Regions from separate parts of the Hordeum vulgare genome. Here region 2 is linked to region 1. A link is a contact called in public Hi-C data. All regions are on one chromosome and are shown on one strand. Each heading gives the region's core, a stretch centred on a gene start, on an enhancer-like site or on the middle of the called end of the contact. The rest is flanking DNA. Distances are from core to core; before and after follow the strand shown.

What was found. A called contact is a pair of places that touch in the nucleus more often than the background predicts.
Region 2: a Hi-C map of seedling shows a contact between it and region 1, with 5 times the contacts expected there. The contact joins the promoter of LOC123403591 here to the enhancer-like site in region 1. A contact is called at or near these places in 4 of 6 Hi-C or Micro-C datasets (leaf and seedling).

The regions. Positions count from the first base shown.
Region 1 is chr6H:376,696,734-376,703,644 of MorexV3_pseudomolecules_assembly, forward strand. No RefSeq gene overlaps it. Among protein-coding and RNA genes, the nearest start is that of LOC123406048, 24 kb to the left of the region's middle. Within about 2 kb of position 2,783, at least 3 of the 3 cell types and tissues checked have open chromatin away from gene starts, as enhancers often do. A contact at or near this core is called in leaf and seedling, where this site is marked.
Region 2 is chr6H:376,980,690-376,987,537 of MorexV3_pseudomolecules_assembly, forward strand. LOC123403591 (inositol phosphorylceramide glucuronosyltransferase 1-like) reads left to right here and starts at 3,287. Exons shown (of 11, transcript XR_006611500.1): 1 at 3,287-3,741. LOC123403593 (a long non-coding RNA gene) reads right to left here and starts at 6,102. Exons shown (of 4, transcript XR_006611501.1): 1 at 6,085-6,102; 2 at 5,626-5,972; 3 at 5,443-5,517; 4 at 3,756-4,724.

The DNA.
Region 1 (6,911 bases), core at 1,533-4,032:
TAAAAGTATAAGGCTGAAAATATGGTGTAAAGTAGACCCGAGGGCCATAGTGTTCACTAGAGGCTTCTCTCAAAATAGCAAATATTACGGTGGGTGAACAAATTACTGTCGAGCAATTCATAGAACCGCACAAAGTCATGACGATATCTAAGGCAATGATCATACATATAGGCATCACGTCCGAGACAAGTAGACCGATACTTTCTGCATCTACTACTATTACTCCACACATCGACCGCTATCCAACATGCATCTAGTGTATTGAGTTCATGACAAACAGAGTAACGCCTTAAGCAAGATGACATGATGTAGAGGGATAAACTCAAACCAATGAAAACCCCCATCTTTTTACCCGTGATGGCAACAACACGATGCGTGCCTCGCTACCCCTTCTGTCACTGGGTGAGGTCACCGCACGGTATGAACCCAAAACCAAGCACTTCTCCCATTGCAAGAATCATAGATCAAGTTGGCCAAACAAAACTCGCAACTCGAAGAGAATTACAAGGATATGAAATCATGCATATAAGAGATCAGAAGAAACTCAAATAAGATTCATAGATAATCTGATCATAAATCCACAATTCATCGGATCTCGACAAACACACCGTAAAAGAAGATTACATCGGATAGATCTCCATGAAGATCATGGAGAACTTTGTATTGAATATCCAAGAGAGAGAAGAAGCCATCTAGCTACTAGCTATGGACCCGAAGGTCTATGGTGAACTACTCACGCATCATCGGAGAGGTCATGGTGTTGATGAGGAAGCCCTTCGTATCCGAATCCCCCCTCCGGCAGGGCACCAGAACGTGCCCCAGATGGGATCTTGCGGAGACAAAAGCTTGCGGCGGCGGAAAAGTATTTTCGTGGATCTCTCGCGCAGTTTTGAAATTTTTCTGAATTTATAGGCGGAAGAGGTAGGGCAGACGTGCCACAGGGGGCCCACAAGCCTGCTAGGCGCGGCCCCCCGGCCACGCCTAGGGGGCTTGTGGGGTCCCTTGCTGGCCCCTGCCTTGGTTCTCAAGTCTGGCGCGTATCTTCTGTTTCTGAAAAAATATTTTCGGAAGTTTTATTCCATTTGGACACCATTTGAAATCCTCCTCTGAAAAGGGTCAAAAACACGAAAAAACAAGAACTAGCACTTGGCACTGAGTTAATAAGTTAGTCCCAAAAAAGATATAAAAGGCATACAAAACATTCAAAGTTTGGCAAGATAATAGCATGAAACTATCAAAAATTATAGATACGTTGGAGACGTATCAGCGGTGCCTCCGGCTCTCGGGTCGTGGTGTTCGAGGCCAAGCGCGCGGCGCGACAACATGCGAGATACGATCGAGGCAATGTCGGTCATCGTTCCACGTTCGCCAAGACGGACCTAGCGCCAGAATGGGTCTGCAACGACCCGGACCTCGGTGCGGCGTGGGCGCTCGACCGCTCCGTGGCCACCGCGGAGACGGCCGCGAGGTGTCATCGTCGCCTTGACGGCAAGATTGACGCGAAGTGGTCGCTTAGCAACTGCTCCGTCCACATCGGTCGCGGCAATATCGTCGTCAGGGCTCCGAAGGCCACGCCCGTTAGTGGCCGCGGGGCACTCCACACGGCGTAGCAGGAGGCGGAGCGGCTTCTGTGCAAGCGGCAGATAGACGTCGGAGAAGGTTGTCGCGACCCTAGAACATTGTTCCACAGTTGGAGGGACCACGACAACGACACCGACGAAGACGACAGTGCGACAAGGCAGGGCAGCCACGCATACGAGGTGGTCGTCCGGCATAGGGTTTAGATTATTTTTCTAGTTTTTAGTTAAACAGTCAGAATATCAACTTTTTTATGTAAATTATATCCAAACTTGAATGAAATCCGTCCCGTTGGTTCGAGTTATGATTAAAATGTATGGAGCTAACAATGAATGACGTCTTCGTATCTGTGTGTCCGCAGACTAGTCCTTCTTTATCCGCGGACGAATGCGGAAAAAAATATTACGGATTACCGTTCGAGATGACTTTAGGGGCCACACCATAGGTGAAAAGTCCATACGTTGAAAACTAGGATGTTGAGCATATACAAACAAACATCAATGCATTATTTCTAGATTGATCGGATACTAAATAGAACCATGTTTGGACGCTAGCACGCATGTGCGCATGTAGATAATATATTGACCAAAGAATCTATGCTGCTACTTAGTACTAGGGCAATGGTCAAACTGTGAACGGGCCGCCATATGTGCGCCCAAGCGAGTCAAACTACCTTGCCAACGACGCTCTTCTATTGGTTGATGGATGCGACGAGGAAGGTGATGATGCCGCTTCAAACATTTGCTCCTACGACTGACCGATGTCATGTTCATACACAGGAAACAGGACACGAGTCGTCCATCAACCATCTGTAGTGAAGTGTTGACACTGGCCGTATGTATATGATCTCGCTTTCGTCTGCGCTGCCCGTGTCATTAAGTAAGTCTAGCCAAGTCCATGAGTACTAGTAGTAGGACGAGATATGTTTCTTCTCAAGAGAAAGTGGACGCTCGCGACATCGTTTTTCTTGTGCTTGTGCGGGAACTTGGGGGGGGGGGGGGGGGGGGGGGGGCGCTTGAACTGAGAGAAGACAAAGGAGCGGTACTTGAAGTTGAAGGGCACGTATGAAACTGAGGATGAAACCGGTGCCTCCGGACAAAACTGAACCCTCATTCCTCTGGACCGTGGATAACATATAGGATAGATAATAGTCCCACGCGAATATTCTACATCCATGGTAGGATCCAGCAGAGGACAAGACACGAGCCCGTGCGCAATATACAAGTCGTACGCCTGCCTTTCCCTCTCGACCTCGTTGCCAACTTGTGTCATACAGTAATCGAAACCGACGCATCCATGCAGACGCAACTACCATGCTCTTTCCATTCCAAATTTGATAGTATTCGTACCACTAAAAATCCACAATAATTAAGCAGTAATCATGAAAGGGGCCGGCATGCCCCACGACAAGATCCGCGACGTCGTCACCCCCGGGCGTGAAAGCGGTTCTCAGCAGGAGGTCACAGTCTCTAGCTCTGTTTAAACAAGAAAAAGGAAATCACAATAGCCTCGTGCAGGGAGGAGAATGGTGGTACCAGCTAGTGGTAGTAGTATACATTGTATTTTATACAATATGTAGTGGCGGTATTAGGTCGTATTGACTGGCATGCGTCCTTACTTAGCTTGACAAACATCGTAAAGTCCGGCAGAGCCCAGTCCAAGCAAGTAGGACTGCAGGCAAAGTAGAAGCCGCTCCTGCAAGAGGCGCGTATTCACACTGGAGCTTCTCTGTAGATTTAAAAAATCAAAGCGAAACCTTAATTTTAGGATTTGACTACTAATGCTAGTGCTGCCATAGCAGGACAAGGACAAGGCCGCTGTCTTGAGGAAGAAGTGTAAGAAACGAGTAGGAGTTAGCAGGACACATTATTTAGGAGGCGCATATGTTCACACATGCGAGCGCGACTGAAGGAGTTTCATACGTACTCCTGCAAAGCAAAACATGCAATATCAGCATATAATAACACATCTATATCTAGTATCTAAGAGCAAGTGGGATGCGTTGTCGACAACCCGTCAGGTCGTCGTCACACTTGGCGTCGTGGAATTAAGTCCATCCATCACGGCCTTTGAATAACAGGACGTTCCCGGTCCACTGTTTACAGGTCAGTAGGATCCGAGTGAGTGCTGAATCTTGTTAGCTTTACGACATTTGGGGTTTTGGTACGACCTTACCGTACACAAAGAGGAGTCTGGAGCAACTTGACGGTCCCAAAAGCTCTTGGATGCTAGGTTAGAAAGCCACCTGAACAACTATCGAGTTGCCAGCAGGTTGATTAAACTGTAGAAAACAGAATTCTGCTCCCTTGCTTTCCAACCGCAGAGTTGATTTCGGGCTTGTGCTTTACTACATGTGTTCAAAGCAAGAACGACGGGTGTGATGGTAATAAAGTGAAAGGTACCACACATCATACTGGTTCAACAACTTACTCAACATTTGCGGTATCGCCCGAGTGTTTATGAGCGGTCTTGACAGGGCGAAAATGCATTCGCGTATCGCGGAATTCTCCAAGATAGAAAAGCGATGCTTGACCGGATCAGGAAAAGAAGTTTAACATTCGGCCGGCATGTCATGCAACTGCTAGTGCATGGTGCATAGAGGTCGCCGTCGTAAATCTGATCCGTTTTATACCATGACTCAAGGCTAAAGACTTGGCCAAACAGAGGCTGCTCAGCCAAGATTCTTACGACTGGTACGTAAATTTTGTCTCTGGCAGTTAGGCGAATAGCATTTATTTTCCTTCATCGAGTGAATCCTCAAGTTTGTGCAGTCTTAAACTCGCAGAATTTCAAACAAAGTGGACGAACAAACGAATCACGCTTGCGGTAGCTTCGGTTATGTGTTACCGGCCCGACCTGCCAGCCCATATATTTCCTCACTTCCTAGATCGAAAAGCTCTGGAGGGGAAGGTCCTAATCGCCGCATTCTGCGTCAAATTAATGGCCGCACGCACAGGATGCAGCACGACTGGACAGCCCATGTAGTTAGTGAGCGGTGTAAAAATGAATGATAAATGCAGTGCTCCAGCTAAGATTCGATCTAACCACCGCGCTGCTGTAGAACAAGTTGGCAATGCAAGCATTTTAGACCTAGTCACATCGGCAGATCGGGTTTTTTCCCCTCTTTTCGATCTTTTCTTGTAAATTATGAATATAATTTTTTTTAAGTCCTTACATTTTTGACACAACACACACGTGCTTTAAAAAATGTTAGAAATTTTTTGGCGTTGTAATCAAATTACTAAATTTGTGAACACTTTTCAAGAAAAAGTAACTTGAATATGTGAACAATTTTGTAGAACGGAAATATTTTTAAAAAAATATTAAGACGAAACTATTTTAAGAATCATGAACAAGTTATAAAGATGTGAAAAAAAAACTAAATATGTGATTTTTATTTAAATGGATTTTTTTAATTTGTGAGCAAGTTTGAAAAAGTGGACCATTTTTTGAAAACATGGGCATTTTATGAATAAGGGAAATTTTTTTGCATATGTGTACGAATTTTAAAACTATGAACAAAATTAAAACATAGCACCATTTGAATTTGGTGAACATCTCCGAATTAGGGAATAAAATTTTAAAACGACAACATTTTCTGAAAAGATAAAACATTTTCAAATATGAGAAGTTTATGAACAAACAACATTATTTTCTATTTTGTGAATAAAAAATAATAAAACGATTTTTTTTTTAATTTTCGTTTTTTTAATTTAAAATCTTATAAAATAGAAAAAATCAGAAGAAAAATGAATTAGCAAAAATAGAAAATAAAAAAATATAGTAAAATATGGAAAAAAGAAAGAGAACAATTTTTCAATAAAACTGCACTTTCTTTAATACGAGAAATTTTTTGGAAACACAAACGTTTTTGAAAATATGAACACATTTTGAAAGAGAGAACACTTTTTTGATGCACGAACACTTAAATATAAATTGTGAACACTTAAAAATAACCTTGAAAAAAAGAAAAAAACAAACAAAAAGAAAAAATAAAAAATAAAAAGAAAAAACAACAGTTCAGGGACCTCGTTCCGAAAACCGGTGGTAACCGAAACTGGGCCAGCCTAAATCGTCTCGTTGGGACGGGGAGGTGCCTCGTTAATTCACCGTAAAAAAATGCGGCTAATAGAGTTTTCCCTCTGGAGGTCCCTTAGACAAGCTCTTGTCGCCTCAGAGTGCCGTGGTGGTGCGAGTCAACTACAAGAGGAACGATCGCTAATTGCTCTAGCTGGTTTTTGTGAGAGCAGTTTTTGAAAAGCATCTATAACCGGTTATGACAAGTCTTATAAGTTTATGTGTGAGTTTCATTTTCTATTTTTGTTTTATGTTTACTATGTTGGCTTTCAGTGGGTTTACGGTTTCTGATTTTCTATCTTTCTTTATAGTTCTCTTTTGATTTTTTTATTGTTTCTTTCAACACGTGTCTACATTCTCAATACACATTCTACATTTTTCGTATACATATAAAATATATATTTTATGTATGGTGTACATTTTTTAAATATGTCATTAAGTTTTGTTAAATATATATATTGAAGATTTTTTTAATATGTCTTAAAAAAATTAATTCATGTTGAAACATTTTTTAAATGATACAAAGCTCTTTTATAAAAACTATACAACAAATGTTGCATTGTCTAAACATTTTTAACAATGCAAATAACATATTTATAAAATGCAGCTAAAATTCCTTTAAATGTCATTTGCTGTATTCTCAATGGTATGGAACATTTTTCAGAATTATTTGAATTCTTTAGATAGTGAAACAAATTATCTAAATATCCAAAAGAATTATTTTGAGATGCTTGTATATTTTTTAAATAGCGTGAACACTCTTTTAAAGGTTTCTACATTTTTTGAAGCTGCGTGAACATTTTGTAGTAATGCAAGAACACTTTTGTATGCAAGGTGGTGTTATTATCTTATTTAAGCATAATATTTTCCATTTCCGTCCAAAATTAAATGTATAAAAAAAGCACCAAGCACACGTCCCACTATGACCGGACCATCTATGAAGCGGCACACGCGGGCAGATTCTGTTGTCTAACAGGAAGTGAGACAAAGAGGCTCCAAGAAAGCCGCAAATGTTGCGGGTCAATAAATATATGACTTCCGTTTCTTTTTTGAATTTGCCTAGAAAAAATATATATACAAATCATTTGAGATAAAACAATATAATACCAATTTTAATGAACTTTTTTCAATAATTGTTTCCTTTGCGCATTTTGAAAAAATATGAAATGTTACAAAAAAGGTTTTTTATGGTTCAGTTCGTATTTTCTAAAATGCTCGTAAAATAAGTAATTTTCATGTATATACAAAAAAATCAT
Region 2 (6,848 bases), core at 2,037-4,536, 280 kb after region 1:
CTCTCAACAAAGGATTTAACGCGATCAAACGTGAAATTCATACCTGACTCCTTACCTTCTTCAAGCTCCCAATCTTCAAAGTTGCGTTTAATTTTCCAATAAATTCCATTTGAAGTCAATATCTCTCTTCATAAAGGAACCGGTACAAGAAGTGTCAAGCATGGTGCGATCATCATGAGAAAGCCGAGCATAGAAGTTCTGAATGATAATTTCTCTCGAGAGCTCATGATTGGGGCATGAATATAGCATTGATTTAAGCCACCCCCCCAAGCTTGAGCGATGCTTTCTCTGTCACGAGGCCAAAAATTATAAATATAATTCCGATCACGATGTACTAAATGCATAGGATAAAACTTTTGATGAAATTCCAATTTCAACCGATTGTAGTCCCATGATCCAGTATCATCACATAGCCTATACCATGTCAACGCCTTATCCTTCAAAGATAAAGGAAAGACCTTCTTCTTGACCTCATCCTCGGGCACACCTGCAAGCTTAAATAAACCACAAATTTCATCTACATAGATTAGATGCAAGTCTGGATGTGATGTTCCATCTCCTGTAAAAGGATTAGCCAGCAGTTTATCAAGCATACCCGAAGGAAATTCAAAGCAAATATTTTCAGTAGGTGCAGCAGGTTGAGGAGCAACCATTCGTGCTTCCGTTCGAGGTGAAGATACCCCGAACAAGCCCCTCAAAGGATTAGTATCCATAGTGACAAGTGATAATAAATTTCAGCACACTATATGAACGTTTCATTACCAAGTTCCACTTACCAAAGGCGCTTCACTCCCCGGCAACGACGCCAGAAAAGAGTCTTGATGACCCACCAGTATAGGGGATCAATCGTAGTCCTTTAGATAAGTAAGAGTGTCGAACCCAACGAGGAGCAGAAGGATCTCACAAGTGGTTTTCAGCAAGGAAAAATCTGCACGCACTGAAATTGTAGGTGACAAGTGATTGTGTGGTGAGATGATTTGTAGCAAGCAACAAGTAACAAAAGTAGCAACGGTGCAGCAAAGTGGCCCAATCCCTTTTGTAGCAAGGGACAAGCCTGGATAAAGTCTTATAGGAGGAAAAACGCTCCCGAGGACACACGGGAATTTCTGTCATGCTAGTTTCATCATGTTCATATGATTCGCGTTCGTTACTTTGATAGTTTGATATGTGGGTGGACCGGCGCTTGGGTACTGCCCTTACTTGGACAAGCATCCCACTTATGATTAACCCCTCTCGCAAGCATCCGCAACTAGGAAAGAAGAATTAAGACAAAGTCTAACCATAGCATTAAACTAGTGGATCTGAATCAACCCCTTACAAAGTAAGGGTTTAAGCTTCTGTCACTCTAGCAACCCATCATCTACTTACTACTTCCCAATGCCTTCCTCTAGGCCTAAACAATGGTGAAGTGTTATGTAGTCGACGTTCACATAACACCACTAGAGGAAAAACAACATACAACATATCAAAATACCGAACGAATACCAAATTCACATGACTATTATTAGCATGACTTATCCCATGTCCTCAGGAACAAAAGTAACTACTCACAAAGCATAATCATATTCATGATCAGAGAGGTAATGAGTAGCATCAAGGATCTGAACATAAACTCTTCCACCAAATAATCCAACTAGCATCAACTACAAAGAGTAATCAACACTACTAGCAACCTTACAAGTACCAATCGGAGTTGCGAGACGGAGATTGGTTACAAGTGATGAACTAGGGTTTGGAGATGAGATGGTGCTGATGAAGATGTTGATGGTGACGAGTCCCCTTCGATGAGAGGAGTGTTGGTGATGACGATGGCGACGATTTCCCCCTCCGGGAGGGAAGTTTCCCCGACAGGATCGTCCTGCCGGAGCTCTAGATTGGTTCTGCTCAAGTTCCGCCTCGTGGCGGCGGCGAAACCACGAAGAATCTCCTCTCTGATTTTTTCCTGGACGAAACCCTCCATATAGCAAAAGAGGGGGCGAGTGGGCGAGTGGGCTGCCCACAAGCCCCCATGGCGTGGCCTGGGGGGGGGGTGGCCACGCCGTGCAGGCTTGTGGGCACCCCCTGGTGCCCCTCTGGTACTTCTTCGGCCCAGTATTTTTGATAAATTGGGAAAAAATCCCCGTTGATTTTCACGGCGTTTGGAGTTGCGCATAATAGGTATCTCAACTTTGCTCCACTTTTAGGCCAGAATTCCAGTTGCCGATATTCTTCCTCTTCATGTAAATCTTGCAAAATAAGAGAGAAAAGACATAAGAGTTGTACCATGAAGTGAATTAACAGCCAAATTAAAGAAGCGATAAATATCAACATGAGAACATGATGCAAAATGGACGTATCAAGGGCTTCATCACGGCGGGCGCCAGCGCCGGCGCGACAATGCCAGCCGCCGAGGTCATCTGCGGCGGCATGAAGAGGCCGCGCGCAAGGCTGATGCTCGGAGGAGCTCCGACGGAGGTAGAGACGAGGCCAACACTCCCAACGCTAGGGTTTGCGGCGGCGACGACGGCGGTGGAGGGTTCGCGGCTGTAGGATGGGGTGAGGAGGGAGCCGGCGCGCGCGTCCATCGGGTCTGTTCGCCTGCGCCGTCGCGTGCTGGGCGAAGGCGAGCACTCGTGTATGCCACGCGCGGAAGCGGACGCCCCAAATACGCAGCGCGCGATGGCGATTCGGGCCGCGCACCCATCTCTATATGCCGCGCGCGCGGTTATTGCGCGCCCGCTCGAGACACTCTGCCGATTGTGCACGCGCTAAAATGGATAAATTTACAGCGTGGCGCTTGTTTAGCACGGCCGTTGGAGATGCTCTAAGAGGGGGAGATGGTGTGTGGTGCGGGCGGGTCAGCTGCTTATAACTGCCAGGACCCTACCACCAGAGACCTTGGCGGTAGGGTTACACAGGCTACCGCGAGGACCTGCGGCAGTAGGGGAATGAAGACGACGCCTGTCTGTCTGTGCTGACGTGGATTGGTCCCTTATCGCCGGATGCCCTCGCGGTAGGTTATGTAATCCTACCGTCGAGATCCCTGATGATAGAAAAAATGATCAAATGTTTTAAAAATCAAACCGAGGTTAGATCGGTCTAAAATTGATGAAAAGAGTCAAAAGAGGAAATTATGCCTCCTGCCGAACTTATTCCGTGTTTGTGCAGAGAAGCAGAACATGTGCCGTGCCGGTGCGCAGCCGGCCGACCTTTCCAGCTCGGCTTCATGTTCCATCTCTCAAGCCACATCGCAGCCAACGAGATCCACCTGTAGGCGCACGCGCTCGCAGAGTTTGTAGCCATCGCCGTTCGACTAGGACTTGAACGGAAAGGCCAACGTAAATTCCAAACTCCACACTCTCTTTGACGGAAAGGAAAACGGGCCAACAGACGTGGCGCTGCGGGAAACCGCCGTTGCTCCTTCCGCCGCTTCCTCGGCCCTTCGCCGCGCTTCCCCCCCTTCACCGCCTCTCTCTCTCCTCCCCGCGGGAACCGACCCGGCTCGCGATGCGGTGGGCGCCGCCCAAGCTGGGGCTCTGGGCCACCCTCCTCGCCACGATGGCCCTGCTGGCCGTCGGCGGCGGAGGCGGAGTGGCGGCCGCGGCGGGGGCGGAGGAGGCGTACGTGACGCTGCTCTACGGAGACGAGTTCGTCCTGGGCGTGCGCGTCCTCGGGAAGTCCATCCGCGACATGGGCACCCGCCGGGACCTCGTCGTGCTCGTCTCGGACGGCGTCTCCGACTACTCTAGGAAGCTCCTCGAGGTATGCGCGCACATCTGTACTTCAGTGTTCAGTCGACAAATCAGCGGAATTGGTACTATGAGCTTGGTCGTTAGTTTAATGTTGAACCGCAGAATTTGGCATTAAAATGAATCACGTACAAGCTGGAAGATGGAGCTCGCAGCTTATGTTTCTAGTTTGAACTTAGCCTCGTCTCTCTCTAGTACTTCAGAGTTCTTTACCATGACTAGTTAGCATTCACGTGCAACGCACGACTAACCGAATAATTTATAAATTGCTTTTTATATTAAAATTTTAGCAATGCCTCTACTTTAATCCTCAATCGAAACAACTACTCGTATTTTGTAATGCCACAGTTCTAAAAATTGTGTTATCAAAATTTCAGATTTGAATTGTGTTCTCAAACATATCATAACCACTTCATTGACCTAAAACAGTCTAAACCCCACAAAGTAAGTGTGAAGAGACACATGGTATGAACACTCTCTTATAGATTATTCATTATAAAGATGGCAAGGTCTCAGAATTTAATATTTGTTCTTCAAGAAAGTCTAGGAAGCAACACAAAAGTAATGAGAGAAAATAATAACACATCAAAATAAGTGTGAATAAATGTGAATATAAAGGATCATATGTGTGAGAATGCATCTACAAGAACAAACGCATCAACACAAATACTATACAACATTTACATAAAATTGAGAACTCAGATACGCAAGAAACTATGAAATTTTGAATCCACCATCCTCCTTTCTCAGTGGATAGGCAAAGCGAGTGTACCACCAGAGCGGCATAAATAAAGCCATAACAAATTAGTACTTCCTTATCTCTCCCTGTATTATTATAAACAAACAAAAATCAGACAACAAATAAGATGGTACAATTTAAGTGAACATGTGAGATAGTACATAATGCTCAGGGTAAGAAATATAAGACCGGACTACAGACCCCCAATATGATGGTATGGGAATGTCTACACACTCCAGCATTCTCAAATCTAGGCCCTGCAAAAGTTTCAAACCCCATTGTTTAGATGAAACTGTAACTGGCCATCTCCAATATGAAGATTGTATAATCCTCTTCAAAATAAGGCACTTATGGTTGGTAATCTGAAACCTAGAAGAGTATCATTAATTGGGTTCGCAAATAATCTTTTGCTTTGATAGTCCAGGTAAAATAGGCATGTGTCTCAAGATTGCAGTATATATACAAGTATACTTTTGTTCCTTTTCCAGCAGCATTTTGATTGTCCCTCACATGTCTATGCTAAAACAAGGCTATGCTTACAAATATTCAGTGCTTATACAACCAAATCCTAAAATCATAAGGAAGACACTTGTAATTTGCAATTAAATGGATTGATGAACATATTTATCTTTCACAACTCGCTCACAGGTAGCTTGGCCAGTAGCAAATAATATAGATTTTGAAGTACTATGGTAGATTAACTCTTGCGTGCAAACATTCAGTGCCAGCTAGGATGAAGTGTGAATTGGCAGTGTCTGTTGAGGACACCAGAGGATTGTACTCTAGGAAAAGGTTCAGAAAAACTTTAAACACTTCAGCTCACTTCCTCAATGGCAGCCAATGAACTATAGAGCATACTCAGTGCAATCTCTTTCCATCCTACCGATCAGCATGTACCCAGTTCTCCATACAAGTGACCGACTCCTCAAAAAATATATAAAATCAATGACAAATTGATAGAGAAAAACGAATCACCTGGTGCCCTTCCCTTCCCTGCAGCAAAAGACCACTTCTTCCCCAACATGGAAATCTCAAGGCCCCTTCCACCACCTGTAAAAAAAACAATATTCGAAGTTAGCATCACATTATCAGACACGTGCTACAGAGATGCCGGTGGCACACCAAGGCTGATGCAGGTTGGGTCAAAGTCATACTCACACATGTGTTCATTGCAAAATCATTGATCTGGATCCTTATTGAAATACAACAAAGAATCCATGTAAGAAGAAACCTGAAAACCAGAGTAATGCACACAACCAGTGGCGAATCCAAGGGGGGGGGGGTGCTTCAACAGGCTTAAGCTGCCCCTCCAAAAATTAGAAAACAAAAATTGCTAGTATTAATCATAAAAAAACATTATCTAAACTAAAAAACTAATAGTTAATGTTTTTTTCTTCACATTGTTAACATTGAGCCCTCCCTTTATTTTCTGTCAAGATTCGCCACTGCACACAACCAATCAGCTAGCTTGCCCTTTTGCATGGCTAACAACTTGAAAATCTTGCCTACAGATATAACAAGAAAATAAATCTATTACACATGATTTTGAAAAATCTTCTAACCGGTTAAACTTAAATGTCAAACGTATATGGAAATATAAGAAGCTCAGGCTCATACCTTTCTTTATCCTTGAACACATACTAATGATTAGCCTAGGTGCCAAAATCTTAATTATTTGAAAATAGTTCAGCACTTTGTGTGGCACTTGATTTTATCAGCAGGTGCTATCACATAAACCTGCATCGTGTTGGCAAATTATTCAGGACAAAGCATGGAAGAAATCACATGAAGTCTATAAAACTATTATCCCATCTACTAACAAAAAGTTGCTGGAATAAATTGTATCAACAATAATACTGTACAATTGATTCTGAATATAAACAAACAACAGAAGAATTGATTCAAAGGGAATTGATTCAAGCACGTGCGGCAGCCAAGTCATCCTAGCCTGCGATAGAAAAAGTACTACACAATAATAATTGGACTACTAAATAAGGCTAGAAGCAAGATGAACCCCAGCAAAATAAAAATGCCAAGTCTTACATCTTGAATCATCAGTGCGGCTGCGCTCCATTGCAAGGTCAAATGAGCTTTGCAGGACAAATGCAAGCCGATCACATGCAGTTTCAGTAAGAGGAGCAAGCCATGATCGTGCAGCCGCGCGTGCTATCTCAGCAACTGCCTCAGTCATCCCACTGCTTCCACCTCTTCCAGCATGGGCAAGTAATATGTTCGCAATACCCACGCTAATCAGCCGCTCGCACGCGTTTACCAGGAGCACCAGACTCGATTTGTGAGGGGAACGAAGGGGGGGAACCCTAGAAGAGGTGAAGCGCGTCACGCACCTGGAAGCGGTAGCGGGGATCGAGGGCGGTGGGGTT